Linked DNA regions of Mus musculus: regions 1, 3, 4, 5 and 6 are each linked to region 2. A link is a contact called in public HiChIP or PLAC-seq and promoter capture Hi-C data. All regions are on one chromosome and are shown on one strand. Each heading gives the region's core, a stretch centred on a gene start, on an enhancer-like site or on the middle of the called end of the contact. The rest is flanking DNA. Distances are from core to core; before and after follow the strand shown.

The links. Promoter capture Hi-C pulls out the DNA fragments that hold promoters and counts their contacts. HiChIP or PLAC-seq counts read pairs in DNA pulled down with a chosen protein or histone mark.
Region 1: an H3K27ac HiChIP or PLAC-seq map of T-cell acute lymphoblastic leukemia shows a contact between it and region 2, with 4 times the contacts expected there. The contact joins the enhancer-like site here to the promoter of Srbd1 in region 2. A contact is called at or near these places in 2 of 39 promoter capture datasets (cranial neural crest and embryonic stem cells), 1 of 484 Hi-C or Micro-C datasets (the HL-1 cell line), 9 of 115 datasets of contacts at active chromatin or transcription factors (T-cell acute lymphoblastic leukemia, bone marrow-derived macrophages, embryonic basal ganglia and 5 more) and 1 of 9 other capture datasets (embryonic stem cells).
Region 3: an H3K4me3 HiChIP or PLAC-seq map of embryonic basal ganglia shows a contact between it and region 2, with 5 times the contacts expected there. The contact joins the promoter of Rhoq here to the promoter of Srbd1 in region 2. A contact is called at or near these places in 2 of 39 promoter capture datasets (both in embryonic stem cells), 2 of 484 Hi-C or Micro-C datasets (B cells and CD4 T cells), 14 of 115 datasets of contacts at active chromatin or transcription factors (the 230-238 cell line, astrocytes, bone marrow-derived macrophages and 8 more) and 1 of 9 other capture datasets (liver).
Region 4: an H3K4me3 HiChIP or PLAC-seq map of embryonic stem cells shows a contact between it and region 2, with 14 read pairs. The contact joins the promoter of Epas1 here to the promoter of Srbd1 in region 2. A contact is called at or near these places in 2 of 39 promoter capture datasets (embryonic stem cells and pre-B cells), 4 of 484 Hi-C or Micro-C datasets (embryonic stem cells, myocytes and stem cell-derived neural progenitor cells) and 8 of 115 datasets of contacts at active chromatin or transcription factors (astrocytes, bone marrow-derived macrophages, cardiomyocytes and 3 more).
Region 5: a promoter capture Hi-C map of embryonic stem cells shows a contact between it and region 2, with 2.1 times the contacts expected there. The contact joins the promoter of Six3os1 here to the promoter of Srbd1 in region 2. A contact is called at or near these places in 1 of 39 promoter capture datasets (embryonic stem cells) and 1 of 115 datasets of contacts at active chromatin or transcription factors (embryonic limb bud).
Region 6: an HNF4G HiChIP or PLAC-seq map of pancreatic cancer cells shows a contact between it and region 2. The contact joins the enhancer-like site here to the promoter of Srbd1 in region 2. A contact is called at or near these places in 1 of 484 Hi-C or Micro-C datasets (cortical neurons) and 4 of 115 datasets of contacts at active chromatin or transcription factors (astrocytes, embryonic basal ganglia, embryonic stem cells and 1 more).

The regions. Positions count from the first base shown.
Region 1 is chr17:86,878,217-86,882,386 of GRCm38.p6, forward strand. No RefSeq gene overlaps it. Among named protein-coding and RNA genes, the nearest start is that of Tmem247, 37 kb to the right of the region's middle. Within about 2 kb of position 1,840, at least 31 of the 459 cell types and tissues checked have an H3K27ac peak or open chromatin away from gene starts, as enhancers often do. A contact at or near this core is called in T-cell acute lymphoblastic leukemia, where this site is marked.
Region 2 is chr17:86,143,921-86,147,749 of GRCm38.p6, forward strand. It overlaps Srbd1 (S1 RNA binding domain 1), which reads right to left and starts at 1,255. Exons shown (of 21, transcript NM_030133.3): 1 at 1,201-1,255.
Region 3 is chr17:86,960,866-86,964,718 of GRCm38.p6, forward strand. It overlaps Rhoq (ras homolog family member Q), which reads left to right and starts at 2,246. Exons shown (of 5, transcript NM_145491.2): 1 at 2,246-2,882; 2 at 3,435-3,493. The coding sequence starts at 2,741. LOC115488765 (hapless 2-like) reads left to right here. Exons shown (of 3, transcript XM_030250169.1): 3 at 2,008-2,681. The coding sequence ends at 2,681.
Region 4 is chr17:86,752,282-86,756,292 of GRCm38.p6, forward strand. Epas1 (endothelial PAS domain protein 1) reads left to right here and starts at 1,583. Exons shown (of 16, transcript NM_010137.3): 1 at 1,583-2,027. The coding sequence starts at 2,002.
Region 5 is chr17:85,616,267-85,619,951 of GRCm38.p6, forward strand. Six3os1 (SIX homeobox 3, opposite strand 1) reads right to left here and starts at 2,130. Exons shown (of 4, transcript NR_038085.1): 1 at 1,791-2,130. It also overlaps a transcript of Six3 not described here.
Region 6 is chr17:86,849,444-86,853,259 of GRCm38.p6, forward strand. No RefSeq gene overlaps it. Among named protein-coding and RNA genes, the nearest start is that of Tmem247, 66 kb to the right of the region's middle. Within about 2 kb of position 1,423, at least 15 of the 459 cell types and tissues checked have an H3K27ac peak or open chromatin away from gene starts, as enhancers often do. A contact at or near this core is called in pancreatic cancer cells, where this site is marked.

The DNA.
Region 1 (4,170 bases), core at 590-3,089, 730 kb after region 2:
AAAAACCTACATTAAGTGTCTTCTCTGTGATGCGTCTTGTTTCAGGAGAACAGGAAAGAAGATAGGATTAGTTATGTGGAAGGAATCTCTATTTGCGTTCAGCACCAAGGGAAAGTCAGATATCAGAAAATGGGAGTAAAACGAGCTTGTTGTTTTGCCTTGTTATCAATGGAGGAAGCAGGATATTCAACAGGTCCAGAGAATGCTTAGTGAGACCAGGGCACACACCTAACGTAGGAAGAGGGATCAGGATGCTCCCTAACGTAGGGGGGAAACTCAGAAACGCGCACTAAGGCCAGTTTTTAAGTATTTGAACAACTAAGAGATTTGCACTTTAGTGTACTATTGGGAAGCTATGGCATCCTTTATTTGTCTCTACACTGGATGGATCTGTCTAAATCCAATATTAGCAAGTAGAACCCAACTATGTATAAAACACCATAACTAAGTGAGATTTATCCAAGGCTCAACATTTGAAAAAGCAAATGATGTAAACCAACTACAAACACATCAAGAAGCTAATGAAGGGGAGAGAGACACGGCACAACAGTTAAGAACACGCACTGCTTCTCCAGAAGACCCGGGTTTGGTTCACAGCATTCACACTGGGCATCTCACATCCACCCGCTCCCTACACACACACACACACACACACACACACACACACACACACACACAATTTTAAAAGGAAGTTAAAAAGAAGTCTTAAGTTCACATTAATTGATACAGAAAAAAATCAACCCACAACCTACTCAACCAAAAAACAAAGCAAAACAAAACAAAACAAAACAAAGCCAACACCAATTCACTGCAAAAACTCTTAGTAAACTAAAAATGGAAGGGAACTTCATCAACTTTATTGAGAACATCAACAAAAAACCCTGAAGATAATGTCATATTTAATGATGCTACACAGAGAAAGAAATTAGGAACAACATTAAAATATTTAATTTGCTCTTGTCAGTCTACTTTACTATCATGCTGGAAGTACTTGCCACTACAGTAAGACAAGAAATGAAAACATGAAACCATTTTTCTCCATAGACAATATGATTATCTATGCAGTTAGATAAAACCGACACCCACTGTCAGAGGGAGACTCTTAAGTTAATGGTATAATTCTGAACCGAAAGAGTAAAAATAATTTATTAGATTCATGGTACAGACCACCAGAGGTCACATGATAAAAATTTTAAAAAATATGGCCAGCATATAAAACTAAATTCCATAAAGAGCAACTTGGAGCCAGGTTGGAGCCAGGGGAGGTACTCAATTTACCAAGCTGACCTGTCTACTTAGGCTGTTTGGATCATAGTCTCCTCTACCCAAGCCTAGCCCAGACATTGGCTTCTCTATTGTAGGGCAGGAGAGACATGATGTGGTAGCTGAACACTAGTGAGCTGCTTTAGGGTGATGATGTCTATTCCGTCTTCTTTCTCAAACTTCTCCTGCGCTCAGCCCAAAAAATAGGTGCTTTTTCAAATGTCCATAATTGAACCCAATGAGTTCCTATTCTCTTGATGGTTTCTAGATGTTTTTATGGAGCCATGAACAATTCAATAGCAGAGGCTGCAGTAACTAGTCAACAGTATGAGATCCAACAAAGAAAGAGAATAAAAGGAATAAGCAGGAATGGCGTGCAGAAAGAGAAAAGGCAGGTGTAGAGGCAGATAGACAAGCCTAAGCCCTACACGGTCACACACACGCTGCTAACAAGCAGGTTTCTTAATCTCTCTGAGCCTTGTTTTCTCGATTTTGCAATGAGGATAACGGTGAGACGATGCACAGGAACTTAGCTGGCTGAAAATTACTGAACATGTGTCTTGTTTGCTTACCCAGTCAGTAAGGTCAGCTGCCAATGCCTGCTGCCTTACGTGCCCAAAGCAGACAGGGGCAGAAGGGTTCTACAGGGTGTAATAGACAGCAACGGCACTCTCACCGGACACGGATCTCAGGAGGCTCTTACAGAATCTAGAGTAGGATTCGGAAAGGAAAGAGAACATTTTGAACACAAAGAGGGCACTCAGAGTTAATCGGATGAGTTTCTGAATGGATGCATAAAATAAATGGGTGAATGCTTAGGGGGAAATGAATAAATTAGCATGTCTAAGAAATGATTTAGAAGCAGTGCGCGGATCAGAGAATAAAATTAAAGTAGTTAGCCCTTGATTGCTGCAGAGACGTGTGCTTCCGTGCATGAACCATTCTATAGGTGCCCATGGGACTACTCAGGCATTTTCCAGAGATGGACATTTATATTCCCCTAACCTGTGACAAACTATCTGTCTACAGAAACCACACCCTGTCTGCTTTGACCCCCTGATACTATGCTATCTCTGTGACCTATCTATGACTTGCACTATTAAGTGAATACATTTCCTGTACCCCTTGTAGGACAAGACAACATTTGCACCTGCTGACATATTTAGACTCATGTGTTATCTTAACGGCCGCTGTTCTCTGTTGATAGCAACCACGTCACCTAGATTGCTAGTCAGCTTCCTCCACAAACCACAGGGCAGAAGATTCTCATGAGAAAGAAAAAAAAAGTGCCAAGGATTGTTAAAGTTGGATGTTTGTGTTCTCAAAATGAAGCTCTCAGGTAAGAGTCATGCTTAGATACACCAAGGCCTGGATCCGCAGGGGCTGAGACCAAAGAGGAAGAGAAAGGGAGAGAATGCTAAAGCTCTGAGTTCTAGCTCAGGACACTCATTTTTGTTTGACCCTGGGCATATCATGTGACCTGTTTGGGTACCAGATTTTCTAGAGGACAGTAGAAGTGACTTCTAGGAACTGTGGAGCTCCAACATCTGGAACAGCAGATATGGAGGGCTTATTTTCTATGCTGGAGAAAACAAATTTAGCCCACCTTTCTCTCTGGTCCTGTTTATGGAGTCCCTACTTTTGTCTCCTAGTGAACCAGGCAAGTAAGTGGCTCTGTCATCAGAAAACCAGTGGGTGACCATAGTTGTGTTGATTTGGTGTGTCAATTTCTTGGCTTTTTATTTATTCTTTACTTTCATAAAGAATAAAGGAGACCAGGAGGAGGCCCCCTCTGCCCGCTGAGCCCGTAAATGGGATTTCTCGGCAGTTTGATCTTAGAAATGTCACCACGGGATATTAACAAATTGGATCATGCATGGAGAGTACTAACCAGTATGGCAGGCCTGTCTGGTGAGGAGTAAAAAACAAAAAAAAAAAAAAACAAAAGTGTGGTGTGGCGGGTCAGGCAAAGTCAGCACAGCAGCTGCCTGATGGACAGCAGCAGGATGCACAGGGACACGCATGGGCTTGCTTGATATTACTCTACAGGCCTCCCAGAGTAAGCACCTAGAAAGGAAGAGGATTGCCACATCAGAGCCTTCAAACGCAGCAGCTCACGGGAGCAGTGGCCCTCCTAACTCAGAAACGGTGCTAGGCCATCAGGCCCCATGCTGTCTACCAGGAGTCCCCAAAGAATGGAAGCAGTAAGACAAGGGGCCCACAGACATTTTGCCACGTTGGCTCTAAATTCAGCAAATGCTATTCACCATACCTTACTGAGGCTGTGAGTTTGTCAGCTGGATCCTGTGACGATGTGACTTTTGCCTCCACTTTCCCACAGATCTTCAGGGACAGGGAGGCCCACACTTTGGCTTAAAGTCACCTTTTATGTGCCTCCTTGCCCAGTCATAAGTCACCCCACTGTGATCAGGCAGGAGACACTTGGTCGATGTAACATCTTTTAGATATACTAGAGGTCATTTTCTTTTCAAGTTGGGATAAGCCAATTATCTCTCTGAAAAATGAGCAAGCCACTGTGTCTTTCTAATTGGAGTGTGCTTGGTAAGCACTCTTTTCTCCTGTGTACAAAGAATGAAATTTTCTTCAGAGGCTCTGGATGGGCCTTTCCCAAACTAGGGACAAACAAACCTCAAGGGATCCAGGAGTCCATCAACTCATCTCAAAGTCCATTGAGAGCCACAGGGTAGTGGAAGTTTCAAGTCTTACCCTCCCATGTTGGAGGTTTCAAGTCTCACCCTCCCATGTTAGAGTCCGTTGCTTGGTTTTCATTTCCCGTACTTCTTTCTAATTCCTACTCAAATACCTCCTCTCATAAAAGCAGTGGATTTAAGATGGCAATCCTGTTTCTAGTAGAAAATAAGAATCAGCTTCCCCTGTGTATGAGGG
Region 2 (3,829 bases), core at 5-2,504:
AAAGGACAGACAGACAAACAGAACAAAAAATGAATGAAAAGAAAGGACACGTGGACAAGAAAAGTGAGTGCTAAAATTTTTAGGACCAAGGTTGAGGGATCTGGGGTTGGGTATACTCTGTCACAAAAGGATCTTTCTAGGTGACCTAGCCCACATGTTAAGATGCACCCAACCCACAAAAATACTGGTGCGCACCAATATTTAAAAGGGGGAAACAGCATTTAAACTTCTAGGGTAGTAGTTCTCAACCTTCCTAATGCTGAGTCTCTTTAAAACAATTCCTCACGTTGTGATGACCCCAACCACATAATTATTTTCGCTGCTGCTTCATAACTGTAATTTTGCTACTGCTGTGAATCGTAAATATCTGATATGTAGGGTATCTGATATTCGACCCCAGTGAAAGGATTATTGTTCAACCCACAGTGGAGAGCCACTGTTCTTGGAGAAAAAAAGAGACAACTCTTAAGGCATCTAAATGTTTCCCTGAGGGGATTTTAAAAAAGATGCTTCACATGTCCACAGACCCTCAAGAGATAAAACAAAACAAAGAACAACAAGCCATCTAGCAGGAGGACAGCAGCTAGCCTTCGCTACGAGAGAACCCTGCTGTGTTTTTATGAATGAGAATCTTGAGACTCCATGGGATGGAACGGTTTGCTCCAACGATAGAGGTGTGAGGCAAAGTCCTACAACTGAGAGCCACGGGTACCAAGGCTCGTCCTGCGCCGCCCTGCGCCTCCCTGGGCACAGGAGAACGTCAAGCTGCCACGTGGGAAGGAAGACTGAGGAAAGTTGCTCAGAGTTCTCAGTCATCCTTTCCCTCCATGGCTCGGTCGCCTCCTCTGTGCCCAGGGCACCTCTGAGGAAGGCGCGTGATCCCGGCGCGCCACGACTGACAGCGATTCCTCCCTCAGCTCCGATTCTTCGGGGTGAAAACAAACAAACAAACAAACAAACAAAGTGGCCCTGGCTTTCTCACGCCTGCCATGCGCGCTACCAGCCGGTTCAGAGGACGCGCTATGGTGACAGTGCTGAGAATGTACAGTGTAGACTGTGTGACAGACCGCTGGTGCTAAAAGACAGAAAATCTTCATTTAAAAAAAATTCTTTCCCACACGAGCACTCATAAATACCGCGGCCGAAAAGCGAAAACGGCCGGCCCGGAAGCATTGCCGCTACGGTGGACACAAAGCTCACCTTCGGGCTTGGCGAATCTGGAGAAGAGAGTTCTGCTGAGGAATCTTCCGGTTCCCGCCGGAAGTTTTTCAAACGCCGGAAGTCCCGCCTTACTTTACTGGAGCCACACTACCGGGGCGGGGCGGGGCGGGGTAGGACAGGGGCCAGGGCGAGGCGGGGCTTGAGCCGGTGCGGTCCAGGGGCGGGGGCGGGGCGGGGGCGGGGCGGGGGCGGGGGCGGGGGCGGGGGCGGGGGCGGGGCGGCGAGGAGAGAGACTGCTCCTCTGGTCCACAGGGAATTTGTGTTTGTCGCTACCCTAGGGGAGGGGCAGAGATTTGGCAAATATGCGTCCGCCTCTATATTTCCACTTTTCTGACAGACCTCTCTTGGACTACTTTACACCCTTTTCACCCATCCTTTCATTTTGTGTTTTGGATTGTTTTTTGTTGTTTTGTTTTTTGAAAAAGACTTACTCTGTAGCCCAGCTCAGTCTGAGTTCGCCACGTTGCCCCCGCTGCGTTGTATTTTTAGGCCACAAAACCTAGCTCGTCCCTTTTCTTTTTCTTTCTCCCTCCACCCTACCACGCTGTGAAAGTGTCTGAAGTTTTCCGCCTTGGCTAAGTCCTTATTCATCCCATGGGAACCTTACTTAACGAGAGACATTAGCTAGAGTCATCAGCCTCTTCCTCCAGTCTCAGGCAGTTTGATAGACTGCCAAGCAGATCCATTTGGAAGCCGAGGCCTCTTAGATACTTCCAAGAAGATTTATGCAAATTGCTTTTTGCCTTTGAACCGGGTTTCCCTGGGTCCCATCTCCAACTGTTAAGATACCCAGAACACTGAAAATAATAGTCACTGGGTCATTAACTCGAGAAAATGCAGCTCTCCCGGAGAATCAGAAACCTTGCCCCATCTCATATTCAGAGTCCCGAAAAGTGCAGTGAGCACAATCCTGGTAAACGAGCCTAGGCACAGTTTCCTTTACATGCAGTGCTGGGTTTTCCTTGTTCAGAGCTGATAAAGCACTCATACTTGTCAAGATGATAAACCAGGTTGGACCCCGGGAGCCCGTGTAAAGAGAACCAACTCCCAGAAAGTTGTCTTCTGACCCAAAAATAGCCTCTACCTTTTGATTAAATTAGGCTTAAATAACCCTTGTCCACAAGGAGACAGGTTTTTGTTTACTTTTTGTTTTGTCTCTTTTGGTCACATCAAATGCCTAAGCTGTTGCACAGTCAGCTCATAGTGAATAGAAAATCAAATTGGATACCCCAAACCGCAGAAAACTCCCATGCTGCTTTCTGAGTTTGGAAAAGTCAAATCTTAAACCCGCTGTGATAACCTGAATCCTACCTTCCCCCTTCCCCCAATCATTCCAGTTTTTAAATCTATAAATCATTCTCCAGAAATTCTTTCCATTTACATCTCTAAATCAGTTCCCAGAGGAAATTAAAAATTACTTATCTCTTTCCTTGCTATCATTTTTATCAGCCCCACGAAACTCACAGAAACAACATAAGAATAAGGTTTTAAACTAGAGAAACAAGACTTGTGAGTCTAGATTAGAATTTCATCTATCAAGCAGAACAGATCCTATAATCCCAGCTTGGGGGATAGAGGTACATCCTTATCTAAATAGTGAGTTGGAGGCCAACCTGGGCTATATAAGATTCCCTCTGACATAATTTCACAGATCAGAGCCCACGAATTGGCCAACAAGACAGCTCTGTGAGTCAAAGCGCTTGTCACTAAGTCTGAATGCTAGACTCCACATGGTGGGAAGAGAAAACCAACTTCTTAAAGTTGTCCTCTGACCTACACATATGTCCACCCATACATACACACAAAAAGATCTGTGTTATTCAGGGTTCGCTAGAGGGACAGAACTTATAGAATGCCTCTATATATTAAGGAATTTTATTGTGATGACTTGCAGTCTGTAGTCCAACTAAACCACAATGGGCCACTATGGATGGGAAGTCCAAGAATCTAGTGGTTGCTCAGCACCACACGGCTAGTTGTTTGAGCTCGTCTTCGGTAGAAGTAGATTCCAGCAGCTGTGCTGACAAGTACTCAAGTAGTCAAAGAGGTTTTCCTTCTTCCAATGTCCTTCTACACCTCCAGCAGAAAGTGTAGCCCAGATGACGGTGTGTGCCACCATACCTGGATCTGGAACCTGCTCTGTCCCAGGCTGACCTTGAACTCAGAGCTCTCCTCTGTCCCAGGCTGACCTTGAACTCAGAGCTCTCCTTGTCTTAGTCTCCTAGGATTAAAGACGTGTACTACCTTGCCTGGGCCTAAGCTTTTCATGGCCACTATGCCTCAAGATCTCCATGCCAAGATCCAGGTCAGAAACTTGTGTCTTCCAGCCTCAAGGTCTGGATCACAGGTGTGCCCTCCAATTCTGGGTTGCAGTTCATGTCATGTGTGAAGCTCCTGACACGCAGAAGACAGGGCCTCTTTTAAAACCTACTATTCTTTTAAAAATGTAAGCCAACAACTTTGTCCTTAGTGTCAATCACTTAGAATGATGATTGGTTTTAGATTATCAACCTGACTGAGTTAACCGTCACCCACCGGATGGAAAGGCTTTATCGATCTGTGCCTGTCCCAAGGACACTGACATTTGAACGTATTAGACGAAGGGGGA
Region 3 (3,853 bases), core at 996-3,495, 820 kb after region 2:
CTCCCACAGTACTGATTACATTATGTAGCAACTATCTGTTTTCCCATCAGCTCCTTCCCGCTCCCCCTCTAGTGACTGTGACTTGCCAGCTCGATGTCCCCTGCCCAGGAAGAAAGCCTGGCTTCTAGTCGACCTCAATTCATGCTTGTTAAGTGGAATATTGAATGAGGAGGAGGAAGGAAGGAGTAGAGGAAAAAGAGAAGGCGGCCTAGACGGGCTCACTGTTCTCACACAGACCTGTGTCTGTTTCAGTGTTCACAGTTCAAACAAAAGGAAAAGAGCAGAGGCCTCTGGGATGCCCAGAAACAAAGTTGTTTCCTGTGCCCGAGTCCTTGACATTTGAGAACTGTTTTTGGTTTTGTTCTGTTTTACCACTTGGGCATTCTCTTTTTTGCCCATGGGAAACTGAGGGTCTTGCAGAGGTCTAACTATTCCAGTTGAAGAGTGCATGGACTGTCAAGGCAGTGTTCTAGAGTGGGCCCGCCCCGCCCCCACATCCACCAGGTGTGACTGTCCCCAGAGCTCTAATATTCTTGGCAGTCTGTCTGGCATCACTGTGGGCCAAGGGAATGAGGTCACTGTCGCCAATGAAGTCACCACCACATGATTCATCCCACATCAGTCCCCAACTCGGAGTGTACTCTGAGAGTCTCAGAGCTTCTCACAAGCCATCCAGGACCCGGGGTCCCTGTAAGATGAGCTCACATTTTTTTTTTTTTTTAAAGCAGAAAACAGGCCTAGAGAAAGGCAGCCAGCCATGCTACTAACTTGTGGTGCTTGGACCAAGTTCAGCTTTCCGGCAGAGCTGGCTCCTACAGCTCTTTAACCTTTCCACATTTCCTCCTTTCAGAATACTAGTCTTCGCAAACACAGCCAGAGCTAATGGTGATGCAAGCAGCAAACCTTGCTCTCTTCTCCTTCACGGGAAAGTGTCAAGACCTGACTTCAAGATAGTGTGGTGCCTTTCCTAACCTTTCAGAATGTATGAAGTAACTTTCAGATTTATTAGTGTAGTCAATGCAAGTACCTCCACTCGAATGCAATGGACAGGGTATGGAGAGATGTTCCCCTACGTTCACAAGGAACGTTAAATACTATTTGAAATCTTCCTGGTCGAATTGAAATCAGGATTATGACTTGAAAACTGGCGTCCAGGGTTCGTGGAAGTGAAATGAGGGCATCACAGTAGGCATCTCCCCAGGTGGCCCTTGAACACCGGGAGTGACAGGGAACCTTTTGGTAACCACTTCACTGGTCCCAGTTTCCCCCACCTAAATCCCGGGGGCAAGGGTATGAGTGACCCACGCACCTCTCAACACAGCATTTTCTACCACTATGAATTGGTGAGAGGAAAGGACTTCCCTGTCAGCAAGCTTGGGGGTAGGCTGCGGTGTGGGGTCAGTCAGCGCAGAGTGAGCCTTCGAACCAAGACCGTACATTTAAAGCAGCACTCGGCCACACAACTAACTGGCCCTGGCCAGACAAGTGTTTCCGGACTTGCCAGACAGAGGCGCAGGGTTGGTCCTGAATCACTGGCCAAGTCTCAGAGCGCGAGGCTACATCATACCTCAGGGATCACAATTGAATACTTTTGGAGAGACGCTTGGAAGCGAAAGGAAGCCTCGGACGATGTCGCCTCCAGGGGGAGCACAAATAACATCTGTGGTCTCCTGACAAGGGCTCGCCCCTTTGTGGCTGGTTGGGGGTGCAATATGCTGCATCTCTTAGTCACCGATTTCATAGAAAATGACTCAAGCTCGTGCTGCGAAAAGCGTGGGGTAGTGATGCTGAGGAGCAAGCAATAAGCCAGAAGTCTCAGTTTTCCAGTTCCGAGACCCACCACCCTCCCAGCCTCCGCACACCTTTCTAATTATTGTTATTAATTATATTTATAACCCTCTTGGCCGCTGTTCCTGATTTCTAGTTGCGTGGAGCACTTGCAGGCCGACGAGATGGCTCCTGCCTTCCAGGCAGAATTTAAATATACACATCTGTATAATGTTGCAGAATTGCGTCACCGTGGAAGTCGTCGTGATTCCCCGAAAGGCCTTCACGTCTCCTCCGGGCACCGGGGCCTGCGGACGCTTCCGGGCTTTGGCCGCACTTTCGCGAGGAGCCCTGGGCTCCTTCCTAGCGGCTGCCCAAGAGCCCCTCCCCCAGCCCCCATCCTCCCGGATACAGGGCGCCTCCTCCTCGGCCTCCGCGCCCGACTCCCAGGGAGTCAAGCTTGGGTGAGCGGCAGGAGCGCACGGCGGGCGCGGGCGCGGGGCGCGCCGCACTCCGGAGCCGCCCGGACCGCCCTCCCCCACCCCCCTTCACCGGCCCAGGAGGGCGGGGGCCGGAGCGGCGCGGGGCGGGCAGAGCCGCCTGGCCCCTCCCCTCCGCCGCCCTCCCCAAAGTTGCCGACTCCCCTGGGGCCGGACGGTCTTATGATCCGGCGGATCCTCCTGGGGAGGCCGGGCCGGGGAGCGGGTTCGGGCGCCGAGCGGCGGGGCCAGCAGGCGGGCGCGGCGAGCCGGGCCAGGGCGGGGAGCGGGGCAGAGATCGAAGCGGCGGCGGCTGCGCCCCGGGCCCGCCGCACCTTCTCCTCCGGTCAGGGGAACCGCTGCATGGGGCCGGGAGGGCGGCCCTGCTGCGCCGAGCGGCGGCGACGGCGGACCCCCCAAGCGGGCTGGGGCTGAGCCCGGGGCCAGGGCGGGGGCTCCGGGGGGACCATGCCCCGAGGCCGGCCGGCCGCAGCATGGCTCACGGGCCCGGCGCGCTGATGCTGAAGTGCGTGGTGGTCGGCGACGGGGCGGTGGGCAAGACGTGCCTGCTCATGAGCTATGCCAACGACGCCTTCCCCGAGGAGTACGTGCCCACTGTCTTCGACCACTACGCAGGTACGCCTCTGCCCTGCTGACTAAGGGGCTGATCCCCGGCTGGGAACTTTGGAGCAACTTTGGCTGAGCCCCCTGGCTTGCCTCCCCTGAGCGTGCTCCCCTCCCCCGCCGTGCCCTCTGCCTGGCGGCTTCACCCCCCCCCCCAAGCTGTGCCTCTGGTCACCCCACCCCTCGCAGCAACTCCCACCCCATTCCTATCTCCCCCTTCGCCCCGTCTCCCACACTTTTCAGTCCCCTGAGCGCCCTTCTTGACCTTCCAGCTGCCTCTTCCCTTACTGCCCGAAACCCCTGTAGGGGAAACATCTGGGAACACTAGTAGACGTGGCTACAGGGTTTGGGGGGGGGGGGGAGTGGATGGCAGGGGCCACATTACACCTATATCTCATGCAACTTGGCAGTGAAGTGGACTCGGATAAAAGGGGAATGTTGTCTCCTGGGGAGCACCCACATGCTTCCCAGTATTTGGGAAAGGAGGTTACTGTGGGGAGCCAAAGTGCTAGATCTCAGATCACTGTGAGCTTCTCTCCCCACCCCCCACTTCTGTCCTTGCAGTCAGCGTCACCGTGGGGGGCAAGCAGTACCTCTTGGGACTCTATGACACAGCTGGACAGGTGAGTGTTTTGGCTTCTGGCCGGTTCCCTTACCCCCATCTCTCGCCAATTCTGTGTGGCTGTGGAGGGCCTTTGGAAACTGAGGTGTCTAGGTGGGAGGGTGTGTTTTGGGGGGGGGGGCTGCCTCAAGATCAGGTTGGTTTTTTTTTTCTTAAGTCAGCAAATTAAGGAAACAAACCCAAAAGAAAACGCAGACCAGCGTGAACCCCGCGATGTGAAAAGTTTTTGACTGTATGGGTCTTTACGTGTGTTGCCTGGTGAGTGGGTCCCAACTCCTGTTGCAAAGTGGCAGCAGCCAATGGTAAAGCGTTCTTATTTTTAGTTGCTGATGACCAGGTCTCCCCCTCGCAGCCTCTGTCT
Region 4 (4,011 bases), core at 333-2,832, 610 kb after region 2:
CCCTCAGGTGTGTCAACTGATTTCCAAGTGCTCAAGCACTCATTCTTTCAGATACCTCCCCAAGACTTTCAAAAAGTATCCACCTTCTTCATGCTTAAACAAACTTAAAAATCGCCCCCACCCCAAGACACAGTCACACACACAGTCTCTGGTTATAATTTTACTAGGAAACTTGTGTTTAAGAATAGTTCGGGAAGCACAAACTTTAGATACCAGGGCAGCCCAATTTGAGGGACCGTGCTTTCTCCGCAATTCACAACTATGGAGCCCGTTGGCTCTTTCCCTAGCCTTCAAAAATCCATGGCTGCCCTTCTTCCTTCTGGAGATTTTCCTGCAGAAGTAGGAAATGGGAAAGTGTCTAAGATCAAAGCAGGAGTGGGCATCTCACAGGTGGAAAGGCCAAAGAACCCTCTGACTGCCTAGGGAAGAGGAGACTTCATAACACCACGTCCTGCAGTTGGCTGTATCCTTCGAACCCCGGAAGAGCACATCCAGTGATTTGGGAACACGCTATCAACACATCCCAACATCACACTCAGGAACTCTCTGGGGAGCCCACGGTGATACTGGGGTATTGAGAGCGGGCAGAGGCCTGAGGGAGCTCCAAGGCTCTCCTCTCAGGCATACACTTAAACCTAACAGTCTACCACGAGCACCTCAAAACCCACAAACCGGTTGAGGAAGACACAGGCAGGAGCAACCCTAGATCATTTTTGTCCCAGTTTCTCCCACAACTTTCTGCCACTCGGGACTCAGAAGTCAAGGTCAGTTTGGCCAAAGAGAGCGCACCTCCAAGGCAGACAAGAACAAGAGCCGACAGGGTCCTGGGGATCATTACCGCCGGCCGAAGGGAGCCAAGTGGATGGTTTAGGGGACTATAGCAGCACCCGGAAGCGGGGGGGGGGGGGGTTGGCTGGGCGCTCGCTGCACGCCCTAGCTGCGCTCGCGATCTCCGACCCAGCGCTCCTGCCCTAGCCTAGCTCTTAGGGGAAAAGTGAGGCTGAAAGGACACTGGCGCAAAGGCATACTCCGAACTTGGGTAGCAGATCCCCGCCATTACTCAGTCCTGCGCTAACTGCGCTTCCATTTGGAGTCCCATATAGTTACTCGCCACCAGCGACCTCAAAAACAAGTCGCAGTTCTGCGGAAGGAGGAGGAAGGGCAGGCGGGCGCCCGAGGAGCGCAGCTCCAGAGAAAGGGGAGGGACGGGGTCAGGGCAGAGGCTGTGGCCGCGCCTCCCTATTGGCCGGGACACGGTGGGAAGTCGGGGCAGGCAGCCAGCGTGCGGGGCGGGGCTTCTCTGGAGCCCCGCCCCCGGCCCGCCCCCAGCCCGATGTCCCACTCCCGCGCCCCTCGCGCCCTCCCGCGGGCGGGCCGTCCGAGTTTTTAAAGTGGGCTGACAGCCGAGGAGGCCGGACATTCGAGAGCGGCCGGTGTACAGCTCCGGAGTCCGCAGCGCTCCGCTCCAGCTCTCCTGAGGCGGCCGTACAATCCTCGGCAGTGTCCTGAGACTGTATGGTCATCTCAGCGGCCGCACTCGCTTGCCCCCGGATTTTTTTCCAACTTGCTCTCTTCGAGCCATTTTTTTTTCTTTTTTTCTTTTTCTTTTTTTCTTTTTCTTTTTTGGTTGGTTGGTTTTGATTTGTCAGATCCCAGAAAAGTGACTCCTGTTCGGGGCTAAACGGAACTCCAGGTCCCTTGTCGCTGCTCTCTCTCTCTTTTGGCGTCTTACAACCTCCTCCCACTCCTTTCCCCGGCCCCGCCTCCTCCTGCAGGTTCCTCCCCGTCACCCCCCTCCTCCCTCCTCCTCCTCCGCACCTAGCCAGCCCTCTGCAAACTTCCACCTGATTGAGCGGGACTCTCGGACCTGCGAGCACTAAAGACCTTTCACACCTGCCCGGGCGACAGAGAGCTGCGGAGGGCCACAGCAAAGAGAGCGGCTGCAGCCCCTACGGGGTTAAGGAACCCAGGTGCTCCGGGTCTCGGAGGGCCACGGCGACAATGACAGCTGACAAGGAGAAAAAAAGGTAAGCGGGAGTCAAAGCTGGCGACCGACTTGGTCCCAGGCATTGGCGGAACTGCGCGTGGCGGGCGCGACCCGGGGCAGTCGGGAGAGGGGTGCGAGAGTTCTCGGAGGCTGGAGGACCGCTGTTGAGGGGCTTTGAGTAAGCGAGTCGGTGATGCCTTTAGGGACAAGGAGCTGCGGTGTCGCAGTAGAGTTGCAAAGCGGATAGTTCCGAGACCTTGAGACACGGAGAGATGGCCCTGGAGGTCAGGGGTGCTTCCGCGGCGCCTTCCAAAGTCTGTCGTCCCTGGAGCACCAAGCTTCCCTAGCGAGTGTTTTGAAATGTTTCTGGGCTGATGCCCTCGACTCTTAGGGTTTCCATGCTGGAGCAGTAGACACGCCTTTCTTTTCCTAAGACCCTCTAGGTCTTTCCGAGAGCGTTCCTATGCGGGCTTTGCGCCCCAAACTAGCATGGAACAGAGGGCAAAGCGCAACTCTGGGGTGCGCCCTGACCGAGAAGCCGGAACACTGTCAAGGGTCCTGCTCCAGACGGCACCCAAGTTTGTTCAACCCCCTTAACCTTACCCTACACCTAGACTCCGGCAGAGAGTGGGGAGTGAGTGACCTGGATTGCCCTGCGGGGGCAGGTGCTCTAGTGTGCAGAGAGAAGACCGTGACACCCGGCGGCTCCGAGTGTCTGATTCTTAAGACGAAGGGCAGCCACGAAGGTTTGTCCTCGCGAACCTTTCGGCACTGGGTGAGAGGCAACTCGGGGCAACTCGCGCTGCCCTCGAGCCTCCTTCAATCCGCCCCGCATCTGGTGACTTGACACCCAGCTCTAGGAGCTGAGGTGGGAACACACTGTGACCCCGCCGCAGACCTGGGTACATTCTCGTCGCCTGCAAAAGTTTATAGCTGGCCGCCTGGCACTTTGCTCCTGTTTCGATCGGTGCGTGCCGTGGGTTAGAGCTTCCAGCACTGCGCTCCGTGGCGACTTAGCTGGGGTGTCCGGAATGGTACGCGTGACCGCAGAATGGCGCGAGCTGCCAGAGATCCGTGGCCAGACTGGAAAAGACTGGCGGTGAGGACCCAGCCCCGAGCAAACGGGCTTTTTGTTTGGGCTTCCACTTAGGGACATGAGCCAGGAACTGTGTATCCTCTGGTCGAAAGCTGCAGCTCCCACCTCAGGGCACCGATAAGGAGTTGATAAACTCCAGCGAATCGCACCCGTCCTGGCCCGGCGCCCGCGCCCTGCGCTGGCGGATCTCTAGAGGGGGAAGGTATTGAGTCCGGTTCTAGATTCCCCATTATCGCCCACCAAACAACTCTGAGGTTCTGTGTACTTTGAGGGTAGAGAAGGAGAAGCAAGAGAGAGAGAGAGAAAAAAAAAGACTAAGATTCTAGCTCAAACTGTAAAACCAGCCAGAGGGTAATCACAAACCATCAAAACCGCGAAGTTGGACAGCAGAGTAGCCAGGAGCACTTATTGAACACTTTATTACTGCCTTGTCTATGGGTGACTGTCGCGTTTGTCCGAGATGAGACCTGACAGTAATCAGTGTCAAGTGTCATCTTGCTCTTAGGTCTATCAATCCTTGGGAGAGTCAGGGATCAGTGGGGAAAGCTATTTCCATACCCAGCTTGCAGAGACTCTTTGCCGAGGGCTGGCAGGGAGTATAGTCAGAGCCTAGAAGAACGTTGCATAATGACACTACAAATTATCCACAACAGCGGCCACTTTAAGAACCAGTGTGACACAGACTGTGAACCTCCTAGGAATCTTCGGCCTGTAGTGCAGTGCCCCAGTGGTAGCCAGGCCCGCAGGGTGTGTGTGTGTGTGTGTGTCCAAAAAACAGGGCAAGCAGTGTAGGTTCAGTGTAGGTTCAGACTTCCAAAGCCTGTTAGGATAGTGGTTTTGAGATTCTGGTTAAATTGACTGACTTCTTGGGGGCATCAATATGTAGTTGAAAATTGTGAAGCAGGGCATCAAAAGTTAATGTCCCTTA
Region 5 (3,685 bases), core at 880-3,379, 530 kb before region 2:
CCACCTGGGGAGAAGTGCCAGGCCTCCTGGGGAGACCAGAGCAAAGGAATTTGAGGGGGGAGTGGAAAGCTGACCCTCCCCTGTGTACCAGCCCTTCTGACGTTCTAACACTAGTCCAGATGCACCTTTAAGGAGCTGGGCTGGTTAATTGATTTACAGCTGGCCCTGTGGGGGAAAGTTCGTGGTACCCACGGGTGAGCTAGACCTAGTGGCTGTAAAATCCACTTCCCTACTTTCCCACTCACACAACCATTTTTAGCTTGCATACTCCAAGTAGCTGGCTTCTTTCTCCAGGGGCTAGATCACCGTGTAGCCAGCTAGACTGGGTTTGTGCCCACCCTCCTGGGCCCGGTGGTGGGAGGTGTTCAGGTCCTAGACGGAGCCAAACCCCTCTTGTTTGAGGATGTGGGGGGTGGAAGGGCCTTTAGCGGGCGGCGGGGCTCATTAGGCAGAGCGGGGTGCCGAGAGGTGCGCGCTGCCGGCCCCAGAGGCCGCCTTTGAGCCGTCGGGGCGGCTTCATTAAGCAGCGCTAACAAGGCGTACAAATGCCGGGCCCAGCAGCTTTTTTGCAATGGTGGGGCCTTAGCAGGGCGCCAGGCTAATGAGGGTCACTCAAAGGGGCTGATCAAATATTCAAATTTCCCCTCACGCCGGGAACTTTTATGCACCAGGAAAGTTGAGGCAACTGAGCTGTGTTTACTGTCCAGAAGGACAATTACGTGGAAGCCTGGTGCCCGGAGGCTAAAAAAGGGAGGGGATATAAGGGGGAGGGAGCAGTTGTTGTTGTTGTTTTTGTTGTTGTTGTTGTTGTTGTTCAAAGGAAAGTAATCGGAGTCCCTGAAGGGCTTCGGGGCCTCTCCGCCTGAGTACTGCGCTCCCCTGCGCCCTCCCTGGCGGTCTGCTCCAAGCTCCTTCGTTTGCAGCTTGCGGGGAGGCCCAGACCACCCGCTACCCAGCAATCTCTCTGTCTTCCAATGTCCTAGAGCCCGGAAGAGGCGTTGCCCCCAGGACAAACCTTCCTGACCGTTTGGGTCGGCTGTTCCGGGTTGAGCATGGGTGAACTGGGTGTAGCTGTCCCAGGCCTTCTGGGACTCGCTTTCCTGGGCTTTCCCTGTAGCCCCAAACAAGGAGGAAGTGTGCTTCCCGCAAAGTCCTCTGACTGTATGAGACGTTATCAAGGCTGGGTTGCAGCTGATATTTGTAAATAAATGCCCCGCAGAGCAGGACTGAACACTCCCCAATTCAAATGCTGCATTTCTCCCCGCAGATCCGGTAGGCCAGGGTTGAAGGGTGGCGACAGATTTATCTGTGCAGGTGACCTCTGTGGGTACCAATGCCATAGATCCACCAAGTCCCCAGTCCTTGAGTCTGAGAGGAGAGAGAGAGAGAGAGAGAGAGAGAGAGAGAGAGAGAGAGAGAGAAGAGATCTAGAGGCCCTACAAGCCAATCCCCTAGGGTTTTGTGGCTCTGAGAGTATCGGAGTGCAGGCGGTGCTCAGCATCCCACCCACTCTGGAAGTGCCCTGGGCTCCATTCCGAGCCCTCGCTTTACCCACCCCAGATCAGGGAGCAAAGCAGCCTGGGTCCTTTGCACCAGCTCCTCTCACCAATGCTCAGCGAATGGGATTTTGGGGAGACTCCAGAGGTTCACAGACACCCTCTCCAAAAATGCACACACCCAAACCTTTTAGATCAAGACCCTGCGGAGCCTCGGCGGGATCCAGTCCTACAAAACGCATCAGGAACCACCCGCCCCGCCTCCCTGCTCAGCTTTCAGGACTCTCAACTTACCGGCTTCGGGAGGCAGCATAGGGCTTCCGGCCTGGGCTGGAGAAGCGCAGGCAGCGTTGTGGCCAGGAGGTGGGCTCAGAGGGCGGCGCAGAGCCTTGCTTGGGGAGAGGCTCTCGGACAGTCGGGGTTGCTGCGGGCCCGAGCCGGGTAGGGTCGCGCTCAGAGCTGTGCGCCCTGCCTGCGCCCTCCTCCCGGCTTAGCGCTTACAAGGCGCGGCCGCCAGAGAACTGCAGAGCCCCGCGGGTCCACCGGAGACCAGGCACTGGAGGGAGTATAGGGCTGGCCCCGAGCAGCATCTGTGATCCTTTTGCCTCAGTTCTTCATGAGTGGCGAGGGTTTTCGATTTCAGCGCTGTCGGCACAGCCCTCGGCACCTGCCCAGCCTCCCTCCAGGCCTGGATCCCCCCCACTCGGAGGCGGGGGGTTGCGGGGATTGGGAGGGACTGGCCGGGTTCACCCGCCCGCCTGGCGCCTGGGTCCCCGGCTCCGGGGGATGCAGTTTCGGGGTCACGAGCTGCTTTCAAAAAGTTGAACACAATATTCGGAAACCCACCCGTAGGAATTCTCCCCCTCCACACGCGGCACAATACCCACTCCCCTCCCCCTTTTCATTCCTTCCTCCCCCTGCTTCCTCCTCCTGCCCCTTCTCCCTCCCACCTTTCAGTCTATAATCCTTCCCCCTACAAGAGAAAGGGGTCCGGAAGAAAAGATGAAGTGTCTGTTTTTGTGTCCCAACCTTTGGGCTCTTTCTGGGCCCGCAAAGAGCGACCGCCCAGAGCCTTGCAGTTGAGCGGAAAAGCACTCCTGGTGCAGATGAAGATGTTTGGAGAGAGAGAGAGACCGCCAAAAGTGGGGCTCGACGGATCTACCTTTTAGGGTGAACATTATTCTGCCCTGGTCAGCGAGTTTAGGCCCCTGAGCTGCCCCCTGCTAAAGAGCCAGTATAGTCCCCTAGCCTAACCCAAACATTCGGTGTCACCCTCAAACCGAGTTTGCACTCCTCGGCCCTTTAAAACCTGGCACTGTCGGATCAAGGCCTAAGAAAGATCCGAGCTTGAGATTTAGGGCCTGCGACCATTTTGGCTCCAGCCTCCAGTTGGGTTCACGTTTAAATTCTCCCACAACTTCTTTTTTTCCACTTCTCCCTCATTGAGCTCTCCTGAGTGGTGTGTACCCGGCGCCGCGCCCCCAGATCTGCATCGGAATGTAGAAAAGATCTTTTTAAAAAAAGTTTTGAATTCCTCAATGATTTTTCTTCTGGAAAGGCAGCTTAGGATAATTATTTCAGCTTTATTGAGGGCAGATTAGTTGAAGTCTGGGCGCTGCGTTTCAATACGCGTTGTACATGGGCCGACAATGTGGGCATTGTTAGCTACTGTGTGTGAATCCATTCAACATATACACTTTTTAACACCAGTCCGAATCCTGTCTAAATATACACAGTGCGTAGGGAAAGATGTCTCTGACCCGGACAAATCTGCGTAAATCACACTTCCATAGTTACAGAAGCCTCACAAAGGGAGGCCGGCCTCAAGATGCAGATTACAACTTCTCACAAGCAACATACCTAAGAATAAATAAATGCCCGGGCCTGGCCCAGAGGCTGTGGTAGCCGCAGGCAGGAAAGACACTCTGAGTTCTTTGGACAAGGGGAGTCTGTTTCAGGGTTATGATATTGCTTTATGTATGGAGAATTTTGGCTTTAATTATGTATTGTAGTTATTTACATTATGAGCTTTCAGGCCTTGGGCGCTTACTCAGGGTGGCCTCTAAAGTTTCTGTATCTTTTGGGGGATGTTGGGCATGACAGGGGTTGTACCCATGGTAGGAAAAGTGGGCATCCTCCCCTAGGTCCAGAGTCCCTAGGTTTCTGGCCTCCTGTTGCTAGTCTACCAC
Region 6 (3,816 bases), core at 173-2,672, 710 kb after region 2:
AGCTGATACAATCCTCTGGAAATCAGTCTGGTGGTTCCTCAGAAAATTGGACATAGTACTACCTGAGGACCCAACTGTATCACTCCTGGGTGTATACCCAGAAGATGCTCCAACATGTAATAAGGACACATGCTCCACTATGTTCATAGCAGCCATATTTATAGTAGCCAGTATCTGGATACAACCCAAATCTCCCTAAACAGAGGAATGGATTCAGAAAATGTGGTACATTTACACAATGGAGTACTACTCAGCTATTAAAAACAATGACTTCATGAGACTTGCAGGCAAATGGATGAAACATGAAAATATCATTCTGAATGAGGTAACTCAGTCATAAAAGAACACACATAGTATGTATTAACTTTATAAGTGGACATTATCCCAAAAGTTCAGAAAACCCAAGATTCAATTCACAGACCATATGAAGCCCAAGAAGAAGGAAGACCAAAATTTGGATGCTTCAGGGCCTCTTAGAAGGGGAAACAAAATACTCACAGGAGGAAATATGGAGACAAAAAAAAAAAAAAAAGTGGAGCAGAGACTGTAGGAAAGGCCATCCAGAGACTGCCCCACCTGGGGATCCATCCCATATACAGTCACCAAACCAGGACGATATTGTGGATGCTGGGTAGTGCTTGCTGATGGAAGCCTGATATGGCTGTCTCCTGAGAGGCTCTGCCAGAACCTGACAAATACAGAGGTGGATGCTTGCAGCCAACCATTGGACTGAGCGCAGGGGTCCCCAATGGAGGAAGGAGTTGGAGAAGGGATTGAAGGAGCTGAGGGGGTTTGCAGCCCCATGGAGGGAGCAACAATGTGAACATGCCAGACCCCCCCCCCCGCCCCAAGCCCCCAAGAGCTCCCAGGAACTGCACCACCAACCAAAGAATCCTCATGGAGCAACCCATAGCACTGGCCACATATGTGGCAGAGTATGGCCTTGTTGGACGTCAGTTGGAGGAGAGGCCTTTGGGCCTGAGGGTGCTTGATGCCCCAGGGTAGGGGAATGCCAGAGCAGGAAGATGGGAGTGCGTGGGAGAGCACCCTCATAGAGGCAGGGGGAGGAGGGATGGGATAGAGGGTTTCCAAAGGGGAGACCTAGAAAGGGGAAAACATTTCAAATATAAATAAAGAAAATATCCAATAAAAAATAAAAATAAAAGAAAAAAGAAAGAAAAAAAATCTTGAGTCAGGGTCTCCTGTAGCCCATGCTGGTCTTGAACTTGGTTGTTTATCTAAATATGACCTTGAAAAAAATAGGTTAAAAAGTTCTTAACTAAGAAACAAGAGTGCATTGAAATATACTTTACCCAATAACTACAAACTAGGCATTTTGAGAGGCATAAGGTAATTTCCTAAGGCCACAATACCAGCTCTAAGCAAGCCGTAACACATTTCAAAGGTTTAAAATGACTCAGAATATACTTCCCGGCCACAGAGAAACGATGACACAAATCAATAACCACATGTAAGTTTATGAATCACTAAGTACGGAATTGAAATAACTCATGGATTGTAAGAAAGAAGACAGGGAGGAGAGAGAGAAGCAGGGGGTGGGGAGCCAGGGAGAGCAGGAGAAAGAGCTAAATGGTGGGGTGCCTCCTCAATATGCCTAGTTTCAGCCCTCAGCACCACCAGAGAATAACTAAGTAAGCAAACAGGGACATTCCTAACCAGGCAGAGAGAGTGGCTCACATCTGTAATGTCAGCAGGGAGGGGGAGGGGGAAAGGGGGGGAGGAAGAGGAGGAGGAGGACGAGGAGGGGGAGGAGGACGAGGAGGAGGAGGAGGCAGAAAGATTGCCAGGAGTACCAGGCCAGCCTGGGTTGTGGAGTAAGAGTATCTCAAGAAACGCAAACACAGAGCCTGGCGTGGTGGCACACGCCTTTAATCCCAGCACTCGGGAGATAGAGGCAGGCGGATTTCTGAGTTCGAGGCCAAGAGGTCTACAGAGTGAGTGCCAAGACAGCCAAGGCTATACAGAGAAACCCTGTCTCGAACTCCATCACCCCCCCCCAAAAAAAAAGAAAAAAGGAAGAAAAGCAAACACAACAAACAAAATAGAAATATCTCTGAAGTATTAATGTGAACAATAATTCAAAGCTGGTAGAATTCAGTTGCAGCTGTAACACAGAAACAAGAAAATCGTCAAAGCCATAGTCAGTCCTTTAAATATAACAATAAGATTGGTAAGCAGCTAGCAAGATTTTTTTTTATCAAGAACCAGCACTAGTTAATAACAGAAATTAAAATTAAAGTTAATATAATCAATACGGTGCTGCTACATTAAGTAAAATAGTCTCTTTGAAAATAATCAGGAGAAGAAGAATTATATGAATTGTTATTTACTTATTTATATGTGTGTGTGTGTGTGTGTGTATGGAGAGAGAGATGGGGAGAAGGAGAGGGGGATGGGGAGGAGGAGGGAGAGGGAGAGAGAGGGGGGAGGGGGAGGAAGAGGGGGAGAGAGAGAGAGAGGGAGAGAGAGAAAGGGAGAGAGAGGGAGGGAGGGAGAGAGAGAGAGGGAGGGGGAGGGGGAGAGGGAGAGAGATTAAATGTACAGCATGCACACAGTGCCCACTGAGGCCACAGAGAGTGTCACATCTCCTGAGACTAGACTTTGCAGATGGTTGAGTGACCTGCTGTGGCTCTGGGAGCTGACTTCTGGCCCCCTGCAAGAACACCACAGGATCTTAGCCACCGAGCCATCGATCCAGTCCCAGCAAATTTAATTTAAATAAAAGTTTTACCACTAGGAAAACTTCAGTCCTAGATATCTTTAGCATTAAATTCTCCAAAATATTTGAGAAATATCACTCTACCTCAAATATGCCTAGAGAATAAAAAGGAAGAAATTCTCTGACGTTTAAGAGCCAAACCTTAACACACAGAGATCGAGAAAGACTGCTTATAGACTCAGTCTCACTCAGCAGCTCACATACCATCAACAAGCTATCATCAAAAGCAGTCATAGTCGAAGGACCGTGTGCTGTAAACAAACTGGGGTTATCAAATGGATGCAGGGTTATTTTAACACAGACCAGTGGACCAGTGTGACTTACTGAATTAAGAGGACAAAGGAAAAAATTCTATAGCAACAGACACGGAAAACTTAGTGGAACTGAGACCATTATTTTGTAATTAGAGATGAACTTTTTCAATGTCAAAGCTCATATTTAACAGTGAGAGAAATGGACCGTTTTCCCAAGAGAAACAGGACAAGGACACTAACCCACATCACGTCAGCTCTAAATGAGACAGAGAAACCAAAGTCATTTTCTACCCTGCGCTCACACTGAATGCCACCGTTCTGATGCCGCTGCGAAGGGTTTTCCCCACAGACCAACCAAACAGTTCCCCAGAAGACACCGACTCAATTCATTTCTGACACTATCTGCTGGAGATAGCATCATACCCCACCTGCTGAGAACTCCGTCCCACAAGAATGCCTCCACTTCCGACTCCGGCGGCAAGTCATAGATACTCACCTCTATTTGGCTAACACATCAAAGAGGCTATGGGCGAGCTGCTGACAGCACAGTGAGCTTCCACACACCTTCAGGGACCTCCCTGTATTCCCGGAACATGTTCAGCTGTCTGGAAGCTCCTTGAACCCTTTCCTTCCGGAGTTTTACCGAAGGTTCATTGCTCTGTCATTGTTAGAACACTGACAATGGTGGTCAACCTTCTGTGCCTCCCCTTCATTAGAGTTTACGGGCTGAAGGTCTTTCCTGTCTAACCCTGCCTTAGCCTTTCTGATGGTCAAGCCCAGTCTTGAAGCTTTCTAGGGTCCCCCAGGTGCCAACCACCTTAG